Linked DNA regions of Zea mays: region 2 is linked to region 1. Evidence: chromatin contacts called from public Hi-C data. All regions are on one chromosome and are shown on one strand. Each heading gives the region's core, a stretch centred on a gene start, on an enhancer-like site or on the middle of the called end of the contact. The rest is flanking DNA. Distances are from core to core; before and after follow the strand shown.

What was found. Hi-C and Micro-C count contacts between places; a contact is called where the count stands out from the background.
Region 2: a contact with region 1 is called in a Hi-C map of leaf, with 7 times the contacts expected there. The contact joins the promoter of LOC100217083 here to the promoter of LOC100216772 in region 1. A contact is called at or near these places in 7 of 25 Hi-C or Micro-C datasets (ear, endosperm, leaf and 1 more) and 1 of 3 datasets of contacts at active chromatin or transcription factors (leaf).

Annotation. Positions count from the first base shown.
Region 1 is chr8:129,693,465-129,699,801 of Zm-B73-REFERENCE-NAM-5.0, reverse strand. It overlaps LOC100216772, which reads left to right and starts at 1,620. Exons shown (of 7, transcript NM_001359497.1): 1 at 1,620-1,885; 2 at 4,545-4,688; 3 at 4,864-5,004. The coding sequence starts at 4,545. It overlaps LOC111674469, which reads left to right and starts at 1,642. Exons shown (of 2, transcript NM_001359498.1): 1 at 1,642-1,885; 2 at 2,485-4,396. The coding sequence starts at 2,550. The coding sequence ends at 4,181.
Region 2 is chr8:130,118,206-130,124,567 of Zm-B73-REFERENCE-NAM-5.0, reverse strand. It overlaps LOC100217083, which reads right to left and starts at 1,778. Exons shown (of 13, transcript NM_001143453.2): 1 at 1,368-1,778; 2 at 1,184-1,237; 3 at 870-976; 4 at 686-764. The coding sequence starts at 1,421.

The DNA of each region.
Region 1 (6,337 bases), core at 371-2,870:
ATCAAGATCAATAAACATAAACAATTTACCTTATCATTGATTGTTTTTCCACTTTCATTCTTTCTCTCTATGGCTTCGTAGTAACTTTGAAAAAGACTAACTTCTTGTTGGATTATCCCCCACCTATGCCGCAACGATGCATAATTATGATGTGGTTGAACATATAAGTTGTCATAATATTATTTGTGAATTCATTCCCAAAATCGACCATCTTTTTTATCCCATCCAACAATAGGATCTTTGCTAACATTTAGATAAGCCGACACAAGCAACATGTCCTCGTCTTCGTTAAAACTTTTTGATCGGTCCTTTGAATTTGTCTGAAAATTCATGTCAGCCGCAAGCGGTGACTTTGAGAATTCAGAATCATATTCAACATTGTCCCTTGAGCCTAAAGCTTGTACTTCATCTTGGTTAAGCAAATTTATGAAGTAGTTATCTTTGGAGGACATTGTACTACAAAACAAAACAAGTAATATATAGACATGCCAACAACCTGTGTAATCAACTAATGGGGAACAACAATTCAAACAAAATTATCACATGAAGTATTGAACAGAGACAAGCACAATCACTAAGCACAAATAATCATGAACATTAAAGCAGTGTGTTCAGGTGCTGCATACACAATCATCCTCATTGAATAGAGATAACCATTAGGGGCGACATACCTATAATCATGTATCATTCAGTCATGATCAACGATGTCGGGGGTCAAGCGATGTGTAGATGCAGGCGCTGCAACAGGTTTAGCCTTAGGCTGTGACATGGCACTGCCATCTATGGTGCTCCCACCAGATGTTTGGCGAAAACCAGTTCGGCCTCCTAGAATTGCACCAATTGTAGCCTGGAGCGATGACTTGCGTCGAGCATTGATTGCAACCTCTTGGACACGTTGCTCGTGGTCCATTAATGGGTAATGGGGACAAGAGATCGTGGGGCAGGGGGAAGTGCACGTGGGGGGCGACGGTTGTGCACGCAAGTGCGATTGCTGCTAGTGGGGTAGGGGGAAGTGCCCACAAGGGCGTCAATGTAGGGGGTGATTGTCTAAGAAGAGAAGGATGACGCTATGTAATAGGAGATGGGGACGCCGACTTAGGGATAGATGGTTGGCGGCGATGCCTCCATGGGGCGACCAAGCAGCTGCTCCTAGGGGTAGCACAACAAGGGGATCAGGTAAACAGAAGGGCGCGAGGAAGAAGGCAAGGAGGCGGTAGGTGCGGTTTGGGTAGAAGGAAGAAAACGATGGGATCTGGAGGACGCAAGGAAGGAGATGTCAACGGTGAATGTTCCGATTAGTTCGATCCAGGGATAGGGCAACTGTATACATGTTGTATATTTGGGATATAAGATGAGGTGTCCTATTCAGTTTTATTTTTTTTATGAAATAGGGAAATTGTTGGAGCTATATTTTTAGAAAAATGTCCTATAATTCAAGATACAATACCTGTATATGGCATTGTTGGAGATGATCTAGAGAGACTAAGATTTAGTCCAGAATCAAAACTTATTATACTTAGCGGGATCCCGAATTTAATAGCCCAACATTACTTGTACAGCCCAACAGCCCAATGCCCCCATGCATGGTGGAACCCTAGAGCTTCACCCCTTTTTAGCACCAGCATTCCGCCGCACGACCTCACTCACCACAGGTGCGGCGGCGCACACTGCTGCACACTGCACTCCCTCCGTCCCGCGTCCCCGTTCGGCGCTCTCGGCACGACCGCCGGTAGCCCGGGACGCACGTCGCACGGCCCCATCCCTCCTAGCGGCCGGTGACGGCACCGGCGGCCCTTTGCTCGGCTGTGCCCAAGCTGCGAGGGCGAGATCTACCCCCGCGTCCGTGCATCTTCGTCAGGCCCTTCTCCGGACGAGCACTCACAGGGTATACCGACCCCTTCTTTTCCGTCCCTGCTATACGAAACCGGCATCCCAAACCATGAACGTGATCTATTCAGCTATCTCCTATCTGTCCCGGAACCCGGTTCTTATCTAGTAATTACGACTGCAGTGTACATGCGTTATACCTGCTAACTTTAATTTTTTGGGAGCCCTTTTACTGGTCTGCCCCTGGCAAAGCCAGTTTTTTTTTTGAGTCGTTGAATACCTGCGATTAGAATTTATTATGGGTAGCAAAACAACGATGAACATGCTGCGAATAGTCTTCATTAGTCTTTAGGTCGCTGGTGATCAATGGTCGGTAGGGCAGTGCATGCCTTAATTTCTGGCTTGGATTGGAGTATTGGACCGTGAAGTGAGGTAGTTGTTGGTGATGGATTGATCGTGTATAGCCATGAACGGGTCACTTTTTCTTGTTCTGCACTTGACAATGCTAGTTTAATTTGAGTTGTTGAATAGCTCAGATTAGAATCGGTTGGGGGAAGCAAAACACCGATGCACAAGCTGTGAATAGTCTTTATTCCTCTACTATAGGTCGCATTGTAGCTGCTGCTGTTTTCCCAGTAATTTCAGCTCTAATTCCAGGTGTCAACATTCAAGGTATCAAGGAACGCAAACCTCCAGATTTTGTTACCTCAAGGAGAAGATACATGAATAGAAGCATTTGCCACCACCTCCTTGCCCACTGCAAAAAGCTAAGAGAGCTCCAGAGAATCCACGCTCTGGCTGTTACCCATGGTCTCCACCCCAACCATCAGTCTGTTTCCTGCAAAATCTTCCGCTGCTACGCTGATTTTGGCCATGTAGCTGATGCTCGCAAGCTGTTCGATGAGATCCCACACCCTGACCTTATCTTCTTTACTAGCCTCATGTCCCTCCATCTCAAGTTAGATCACCAACGCGAAGCTATATCCTTGTTTGCTCGTGTTGTTGCCGCTGGCCACCACCTTGATGGCTTTGCGGTTGTTGGTGCCCTGTCTGCCTCTAGTGGTGCTGGTGATCTAGTGGTTGGTAGGGCAGTCCATGGCCTTATTTTTCGGCTTGGATTGGATCACGAGGTCGTCGTTGGCAATGCATTAATAGATATGTATAGCCAGTGTGGGGAGTTTGAGTCTGCGGTAAAGGTGTTTGATAGGATGTTTCTGAAAGATGAGGTCACATGGGGTAGCATGCTGCATGGTCATATCAAATGTGCTGGTCTGGATTCTGCACTGTCGTTCTTTGATCTGGTTCCTGTGAGGAGTGCAGTTGCTTGGACAACACTGATAACTGGTCATGTGCAAGGCAGGCAGCCTGTACGGGCTCTAGAGCTTTTTGGTAGGATGGTACTGGAGGGCCATCGCCCTACCCATGTTACAATCGTAGGTGTACTCTCAGCTTGTGCTGACATTGGTGCTCTGGATCTAGGGAGTGTCATTCATGGGTATGGAAGCAAATGCAATGCCAGCTCGAATATAATTGTTAGCAATGCTCTGATGGATATGTATGCAAAGAGTGGGCGCATTGAGATGTCATTTTCTGTGTTCCAAGAAATCCAGTCAAAGGATTTTTTTACATGGACGACTATGATCTCATGCTGTACAGTCCAGGGAGATGGGAGGAAAGCTCTTGAGCTCTTTCAGGACATGCTTAGAGCTGGAATAGTTCCAAACAGTGTAACCTTTGTTTCTGTTTTGTCAGCATGCAGCCATGCTGGCTTGATAGAAGAAGGTAGAGAATTGTTCAACAGAATGCGTCAAGTATACAAAATTGATCCCCGACTTGAGCACTATGGTTGCATGATTGATCTGTTAGGACGGGGAGGATTACTAGAGGAAGCAGAAGATCTAATAGCTGATATGAATCTGGTGCCTGATATTGTTATATGGAGGTCACTTCTTAGTGCATGTCTGGTTCATGGCAATAATAGGCTGGCTGAGATTGCTGGAAAGGAAATTATAAAGATAGAGCCTGGAGATGATGGAGTTTATGTGCTACTTTGGAACATGTATGCATCATCAAATAAATGGAGAGAAGCTCAAGAGTTGAGGCAGCAAATGTTGACTCTTGAAATCTTCAAAAAACCAGGGTGTAGTTGGATAGAACTTGATGGTGTTGTCCATGAATTCTTGGTAGAGGACAAGACACATGATGATCGAAGGGAAATTTATGAAACCTTGGAATACATGACAAGGCAGCTCAAGACACATATCAGATTATCCTCATGGGAGCAACATGGTTCATCCATTTCTGTTGATGAAGAAATCATAGAATCATATACTGCTCATTTGTTGCATGATTGATTCACATGAGTCTTCCCATTAAATAGCCTTTTTTGTGCCGAAATCAAATTCGATGATCTCATTGTAATTTATTTATTATTAGTCTTATCTTGCAGCGTCTCTAGATCAAGATTATAGTGTAGAAATCCACTGCTGTAAGTTGGTGGCAAGAAATTATTAGATATATGTTGAGGTTGGTTTTACTTTTACCAGTCACTTAATAAAGGTTTTAGTTGCAATGCTGGACTACAGAGAAGTTTCTTCTAAATGGCAAGATTATTTTATCATACATTATCTATTTTATTGCATTGTATTCTACTTTCTAAATCTGGAAGTTCTTATTATGTGCGTTACTTTTTTTAACTGTGATTCACTCATTGTCAGATGTGTTCTGAAGTTCATGTTGAGGGAGATGCAAGTGTCGGACAGAAGGGTTGCAAGGATATAAGGCGTTACAAATGTGAATTTTGCACAGTTGTCAGGTCAAAGAAATGCCTAATTCAAGCTCACATGGTTGCACATCATAAGGTATAAACATTTTGTGATATATTGACACATTAGTCGATATATATCCTGTTTGATTGCATAGCTATGCACCATCTATATTATGACACATTATTTACCTTTTGATGTCTGCCTTCATATTATTGTTGTTTTGGAGCAATACATAGCATCTCTAATGTTTTCTGAAAATTATCTGCAGGATGAACTTGATAAATCAGAAATATACAACTCAGATGGGGAAAAGATTGTTCATGAGCAGGAACATAGGTGCCAAGAGTGTGGCCGTTGTTTCCAGAAACCAGCTCATCTGAAGCAGCACATGCAAAGTCACTCACATGAGGTTGGTATTCATCTCCTCAAATTAAGCATGAGCTTGCTCTTTTTATTTTGTTGGCACTGGTTGCCCCCAATTTCACTTTTGAAGTATACAGACATACAGACATGATGATTTGCATTCATGACTTATGAGGCTGGTTGTAATAGTGATTTTCCCACTATGATTTGCTAAATGCAGTTGTTTTGCAGGGCATAGATAGTTAACAGCGTGAAGCATTGGATCCCATTTAAAGAACTCCAAAATGCGACGAGGTATTTTTTATTCTTGCCTGAACTAGTAACAGGTTGGGATGACCTCCTGTGAAGCTTCAACAAGATTGCCTCAGTCACGCTCACTGAGTAGGTTTGTTCTTGTACAAAATTAGTTTTTTATCATGATGCTCATAGTCTAAATTCTGCATTTCATGTCATACATGATTGTTTTCAGTGTTAGTATGTATTGTGCCTTCTCATATGGGCCAATTCAGTGAATTATGGAGTTTTTTTTATTTCTTTGTTCTTCTGACTTGGGGGCCTTTAGTTGTGTCAATCTGGTGATCAAACATCAAAATATTTCAGAAAGCTTGGTCTTCACTTTATAAGTTCCTTTATTACCTCTAATTTTCTTTAGTGCTGTTAGGATTAGATGGGGTATGGATCCTGGAGATAAGGCTGAAAAATATCCTCCCATCATTCTGCCATGTCTCCATGGGCTTCCTTATGGGAGCTCTGATGTAATGCTTGAGGATCCAATATCAAAATGTCATCTCAGAAAGCTAGGCCCATTCTTCATTGGCTCTCAGCTCGCTATGGTGACAATAGTCCTAAAACCGTGTTATTTTGCAATTAAAAAATGATGAAGTGAACTTGCTATAATCCTGTAAGGATTATATGGGTTATGGATCTTTTGGAGATAAGGGTGGAAATATCCTCCCTTCATTCTGCCATGTCATAAAGGGCTTCCTAATGGGAGCTTCCAGAAGATGCTTTAGGATCCAATATCAAAATGTCGTCTCAGAAAGCTGTGGCCATTCTGCATTGGTTCTCAGCTCGCTATGGTGACAATAGTCCTGTATCGTCTCATTATGCAAGAACAGATGTACTGAATGGAAGTGCTGAACTTGTTATAGTTTGTTGAGAAGGCTTTAGCATTTAGTTTTTCTTTATTATAGATTCATAGTTCAAAAGTAGATGCATTTACCTTATAATTTTAGCAGGTTTTTTTCCCATTATATGCGTCATAACATTTCTCCTAAAACACACGTTTAACAAGTTGGCACATTTGTTTAGTTATTAGGTAAAAATTGTGTCACTTTTGTAGGTCCTTATCATGATCCAGTACAGTTTATAATTCTGAG
Region 2 (6,362 bases), core at 529-3,028, 420 kb before region 1:
GTGACAATGGGCTATAAATTTTACATTATAAGATTTAAGGATCGGATCGGATTAGGATCGGGCCTTATTTCTATTTATTTTTGAACTAAAATTTATTTAGTGCCCTACCATTTTGTGAATAAGCATTTGGATCGTGATCCATTACCACCCCTACACACGTACAAGTGGGTCTGCATGTGCGGGCGGGCGGGAGTGTGTGTGTGTGGTTCCACGATTCCACAGTCGTCGTTCGTCACTTTTCCTCTTTTCCGCTTTATGCAAAAATAAGGTAAAATTGTGTACAAGTGGAGCACGAACCTTGGTTGTTGGCTCCACATTCACAACCACCTAACCAACATAACACATCTTTTTTGTATTTTAATAAAACAAAAGTCTACCTATATGATATATAGAAACCATAGCAATACAAGGGCATCTGACCAGTGATATAAATGCAAGCGGGAGCTAACAAAAGAGTATTTGGAATGGCTTTTGTGAGCTTAAAACCAGCAGTGGCACACTTTTCAATTCAAAAATATCTTAGCAGGAACAACAGTACAAAATTAATTCTTGTACAAGTTATAGTTTATTTATAGATAACAAAAGAGCACTATGTGATAGACATCAAAAGCATTTCAAGATTTGATAGTAACAATGGCTACTTTTGTCAATGCTTAGGTTTTCAAGGCATAAAGATTAACACGACCTGCGTTCCAGCAACACCATAGAATGTATGAGGGAACTCTGAACGGACGAGTCCAAGTTGATCACGCACAACATCAAAACTGCAAAGGAAGGTTTCATGAAATGAAAACAGAATATACATTGTTATGACTCCTGAAGTAATAAGCACCAAAAAGAGGGGGGGAACCCATGAGGATAAACTTCACCTCAAGCAAGACCAGCCAATGCCAAAACCTCGGAGATAATTGTAAGCCTGAGGATCAAACTGCAGCTCCTCCCCATCTTCCAGTGTATCTACACCCGGTTGCCAGACCTAAAACGAAGCACTGACCAGTTCAGTACAGTACAGCTCTCACACTGAAACAATACGCATTATCTTAGCAAAAGGAACAAAATGAAACTTGAAGCCGAAAAAGGCGATTCATTTAAGCGCAACTTTACGGGCAAACACCACTATATCGGATGTGCGAAGGCGAAAACCACACAGGACAGGATCGACTATTACTAAATTCTCCCTCACCTTAGCCGGACCAGAGGCAATCGCAGGGTTGGACGACGAGGACGATTCAGTTTTCTGCAGCCCAGAAATACAGAAGAATTAGTCGGGTGGAGCAAAGAACATGCTGAAGAGATCACGATAAAGATGGAACAACAGTAATCAGATTTCCAGAAATAATCCTATCACTATCTGTCAGGTACGGTACCTTCTTGGACTTCTTGGATTGAGCCTTCTTGGCCTTCTTGATGGTGCGACCCATGAGGAAAACCAATCTACCGACTTCTGCAGAATAGCAGCCGGAGCTGCGAGTGCGAGTGCGAGGGAGCGGAGACGAGGCGGCGGAGGTCCGGAACTCGGTGCTGGCGGCGGCCGTAGAGAAGCACCCAAACCCCAAACCCCACGATTTTCTGTAGAAAACTTCGCGTTCCCTCCGTTTAGACGGGCCGGGAGGCTCAGGGTGGGCCGGGAGGCCGTCTCTGGCCCGCAAATCACTCCCAGCCCACGAAACTTTTTTTTCAAGTGCATTCCAAGCAATGATGAGGATTATGTAGGTCCATTTTTTTTAAATAAGAAGTGTTGGTCACCTGTCACGACTTCTCTAAGGATCGGACAATATAATTAGATCGACAGAACCTTCTCGTCTTTTGTTCACTCATGCAGAGATGAGTGAAGCATGTGGGAGAAGATAAAGTGAAAACAGATACCATGTAAAGAAAAGGCATATAAATTAAGGAACTGTGAATTATGTTCCACTATTTTATATTACTGTTGTTGGGCACTAAAATGGACGATCGGACGGTCCGGCTCTGGAGCCGGATAGTCCGCACGCGCAGGATCAGTTAGGGTTCCGAGTTTCTTACGGGATTTGTTAGTTATAATCACGGATTTAGCTCGGGATACGGATTCAAACGGGTCCAGACCTCCCCTTTATATATAGATAGAGGACTACGACCGATTAATCATCAACAATCGAATCAATAATCAGTTTATCTCTCGCTTTTACCTTAGACATCAGGAGTAGTTCTAGTTTAGTTCTAGTTTAGCCTTTCAATCCCTAAATTCTCCGGTTCTCTTCGGCTCTATGTCGATTAGAGGTGTCTAGGTCGGCCGGTCTGCCGACCCTAGACAACACTTAGGATCTCTTCTCCCCGATGGGTCCCTCCCGGGAGAGAGATCCAGGCATCACCGGCGACCTTCGTCGTCCCTGCGCACGCGCGGATCGTTCGGCTCATCAGGCAGGAACTCCAACCCATGTGCCAGGTCGCGGATCGTCCGGCCCCTGGACGCGGACCGTTCACACCTGTGCAGAGAGCACCGCCGCCGGTTCTCAACACAGTGATTGGCGCCCGGATCGGTGTCAACACACTTTTTGGCGACTCCGCTAGGGAAAACACATATGGACCTATCAGATCGGCCCTCAATGGCCGGTTCAAGGGATAACTCTGACGTCTCCCCCAGCAATATCATAGAGCCGACTTGGGAAACCTTGTCGGCTGACGAACATCACCAGTTCGAGGAGCACAAGGAGCAGCTGATCCAAGAAGCAAAGGTGAAGTTCCTTACCAACTTCAAGGTGGACAGGAACAACAAGGCCGTTCAGCAACGGGCGACTGATCTGGCTTCGCTCCGACCCACGATGGATACCCCAAATGTAAGTAACACCAACGAGCTCCAATCTCTTAAAGCTTATGTAGATGAATAGCGAGAGCAAATGCAACATATCGTAGGGGGTATACAAAATGACTATAAAGGCTAGTGCATGCGCTTGATAAGTCTACTATTACAAGTTTTCCTTCGCACGAGGTTGAACTAGGGGGACACACACGTGATTCATCGGCTACAGGTTGTCATGACCAGTCATAACCCCTTTATGGGATGCCGATAGACACGTACTCTGGGCAACCACAACATCCCACACACATCGGCGATAAATTCGTCGATCTGCGCATATCCGGACCATTCGCACGTGAGCGTGGACCGTCCAGGTCAGTGGCGGATGGCCCCGTTTTAAGAAATGAATTACCGAGGCCTGCACCCGAGCCGCCACGTACCGCGCAAACCCTAGGTAACCCATTCGGACCGTCCGCGTATGGCGCCGGACAGTCCGAATACAACACCGGACGGTCCGGACACTTGGCCGAACAGTCCGCACACGTAGCGGGACGGTCCGTGTACTTACCAGGATGGTCTGGCACAAATTTTTTGAGGAGGATGGTTATCCAACTATGCATCTGTCCCGGCTAAACTTTCCATCACACCATACGACACACCAGCACCATAATATAACATACCAAACCCGTGGGGATGAGTACTTTCCGGCCTCTAGAGGGCCAGAAAGGAATGGCCAATCCTATGAGCCACATACGACAAGTATTAACGCGCCACAAAACCCAAAACAATGGGGAGGAAGACATCATACTAATATCCAAACAACCTCACCCATGTTTGACCAGAGAGTCAGTGGTCTCCCACCCGCTGCCATTGATATAGTGAGGGAAGAGATAGTCGGGGCATTCCGAGATAAGCTCAGAGTAAGCATGGTCCCTAGGGGACAGTCATATCGGAGACCTTACGACAGTCGATTTGGCCATCACCCATACCCACAAGGGACTAGGATATCCAAATTCGCGAAGTTTTTGGGTGACCAAGGTAAGAGTACGCTCGAACACATATGCCAATTTTTAGCGCGATTAGGAGAATTGGTCGACACAGAGGCGTTCCGTGTGCGTTTATTTTCATTATCTTTAACAGGATGATGATGATGACGAAGACAACGACATGGCGAGGGATGGGCTCCCATTGGAGCTGTCACCAGAGACGCCTGACGACGACGACGACGACGATGATGATGATGATGATGATGATGATGATGATGACGAAGACGACGACATGGTGGCCCGACTTGGCCTTCAGCCCGGACCCGAGGCTGGGCCAGGGGTCGCCGAGCCAGCCTCCAAGTGGGCTGGCACCATCAGTGCCTGGGGCCGGGACACCAAGGTCCCGGTCCGAGGATGAGAGGCAGGCCGAGGGGGTACTTGACCCCTTGGCCGAGATAATTGGGGTGACTCCGGGGAGTCAGGCCGATCCGCCTGTCCCCCAAGAACAAGCGCCCGTGCCGGCTGTACAGGAGGTTGGTCCCCTAGCCGTTGTGACGACGCCTGGGAGGGCCGCCCCTTCGTCGCCTCGGGCGCCCGAGGCGGAAGCGGCGCCGAAGCCGACAACGAGGCAACCCTCGGCAGCGCCTACGGAGATAGGGGCCCGAGGGGCCTCCCCACAGGCATGATTGGCCTTGCCCCGGAGCGGGTAAGTATCTGAGGATACCTCTGTTTCGGTTTTTTCATTGTGTGCCTTGAACTTGCTCTCTCTTTCTTTCAGCAAGCGGAGGCAGGGCTTGGCTGGTCTGGCCCCCACGATGGCCCTTAAGACGAAGCCGGCTTCGGCGGCCGGTGCTGCGGCGCGCCATGCCGGTTGGTTGGCCTCTGCGCAAGGCGCCCTTCGGCGGGGGGCCTAGGCGGCACGAGTTGCCACGGGGCAAGCTTCCCCGACTGACCCCCCCTGTTGTAGCGGCCATCACGCCGGGGGAGGCCGCTGACGCGGCCGCGGCCCTGAGCCTAGGGATGAAAACGGTTTCGGAATTTTTCGGTATTCCGGAAACCGATTTCGAAATTTTTCGGTCGGATTCATCGGTAACGGTATTTTTCGAAAACGGAATCGGTTTTCGGAATTTTCTATCGGAATCGGTATCGGAATCGGCATGGTGTTTTACCGACCGTTTCCTTCGGTTACCGGTTTTTGTCGGAAATTACCGGATTTGTGTCTCGGAATTTTCCGGAATTGTGTCTCGGAATTTTTCGGAATTGTGTCTCGGAATTTTCCAGCATGTGATTTTTCGCATCGTCTGTACGTCTCTAGATAAGGATTACTTATTTTTGTATTTTTTGGACACCTTTAGAATTTTTTTGGATAGATGGTGTTGGAAGGCAGTTGAGATTAACAATTTGGTCTTTTCCACACACTAGGTTTTAGGGTTTTCCTGTGAGGTTGTGAAAAACTCTTTATGTGAGGAAAAAATATTTTATAAGTAGGCATGTCATGTCAGCTAGATCAAGTGGATATTATGAATTGTGAACTTTGAGTCTATGAACTTGTGATCTTTATGAACTTATTTACTATGAACTTGTTATATTGTGAACTTGTGATCTTTGTACACTTTTTATATTATAAATTTTTAATACTTGTGAACTTTTTATATTGTGAACTTGTTATATCATGAATTGTGAACTTGTGGTCTTTGTGATCTTTTGTCAACTTTGTTGTATTATGAAGTTTGATATATTTACCGATTGTATTTTAGATTCCGACCGTTACCGGTGTATTTTCCGCACCAAACTTTCGTTTCCGATGTTTCCGAAATATCGATATCATTTCCGTTTCCGGAGTTACCGTTTTCGATTTTGTTTCCGATAAAAAATATAAAAACGGTAATGATTTTAGTGTTTACCGACCGTTTCCGACCGTTTTCATCCCTACCTGAGCCTGCCTGACTTATTGTCGGCGCTGTCATTGACTCCCGCCGGGGCCGTCGTTGATTCGCCCGCGAAGCCGCCTGTCGCCATCGACGTCGGGATGGTTGAGGCGCCACCGCCCGTGGTCATCCCCGACCTCCTCATTCTCGGCCATGAGGAGAGGGCGGTCGTCATTGCCGAGGTTGGTGATCGGAGGCCCACCACCTTAGCCGAGGAGAGGCCTAGTACGTCGACGGCGGTGGTACCCGACACATCGGCTGCAGGGGGACTCGACGCCTCGGTGGAGGGGCGTGCAGAACCGCGGCTTGTCCTGGGGAGCGGCGGCCTTACTCCTGCGCAGCTCAATCCCAATGAGTGGTGTGGGCAGCCGCTCCAGTTCTGGGGCCGCGGCATCTCGGAGCCCCTCCTCTTCCTCAACGATGAGTTGGAGGAGAAGTCCCAGGATAGTTTCCATGAGTATACCGAGGCGGCGATGAGGTTGCTTCGGTCAACCATGGAAATCCTCTCCAGGGACGTTCCCAGGGTTTTCCAGGTAAGGATTTAGACGTACACCTCGTGTGACCAGGGCATTCTTTGTGACATCTTGTTTTCCTTCCTCAGGAGCTCGCGAACGCGAACACCGCCAAGCCGCTGTTCATCCGCCGCGAAAGCAACGTTTGAGAGTCACTGTGATC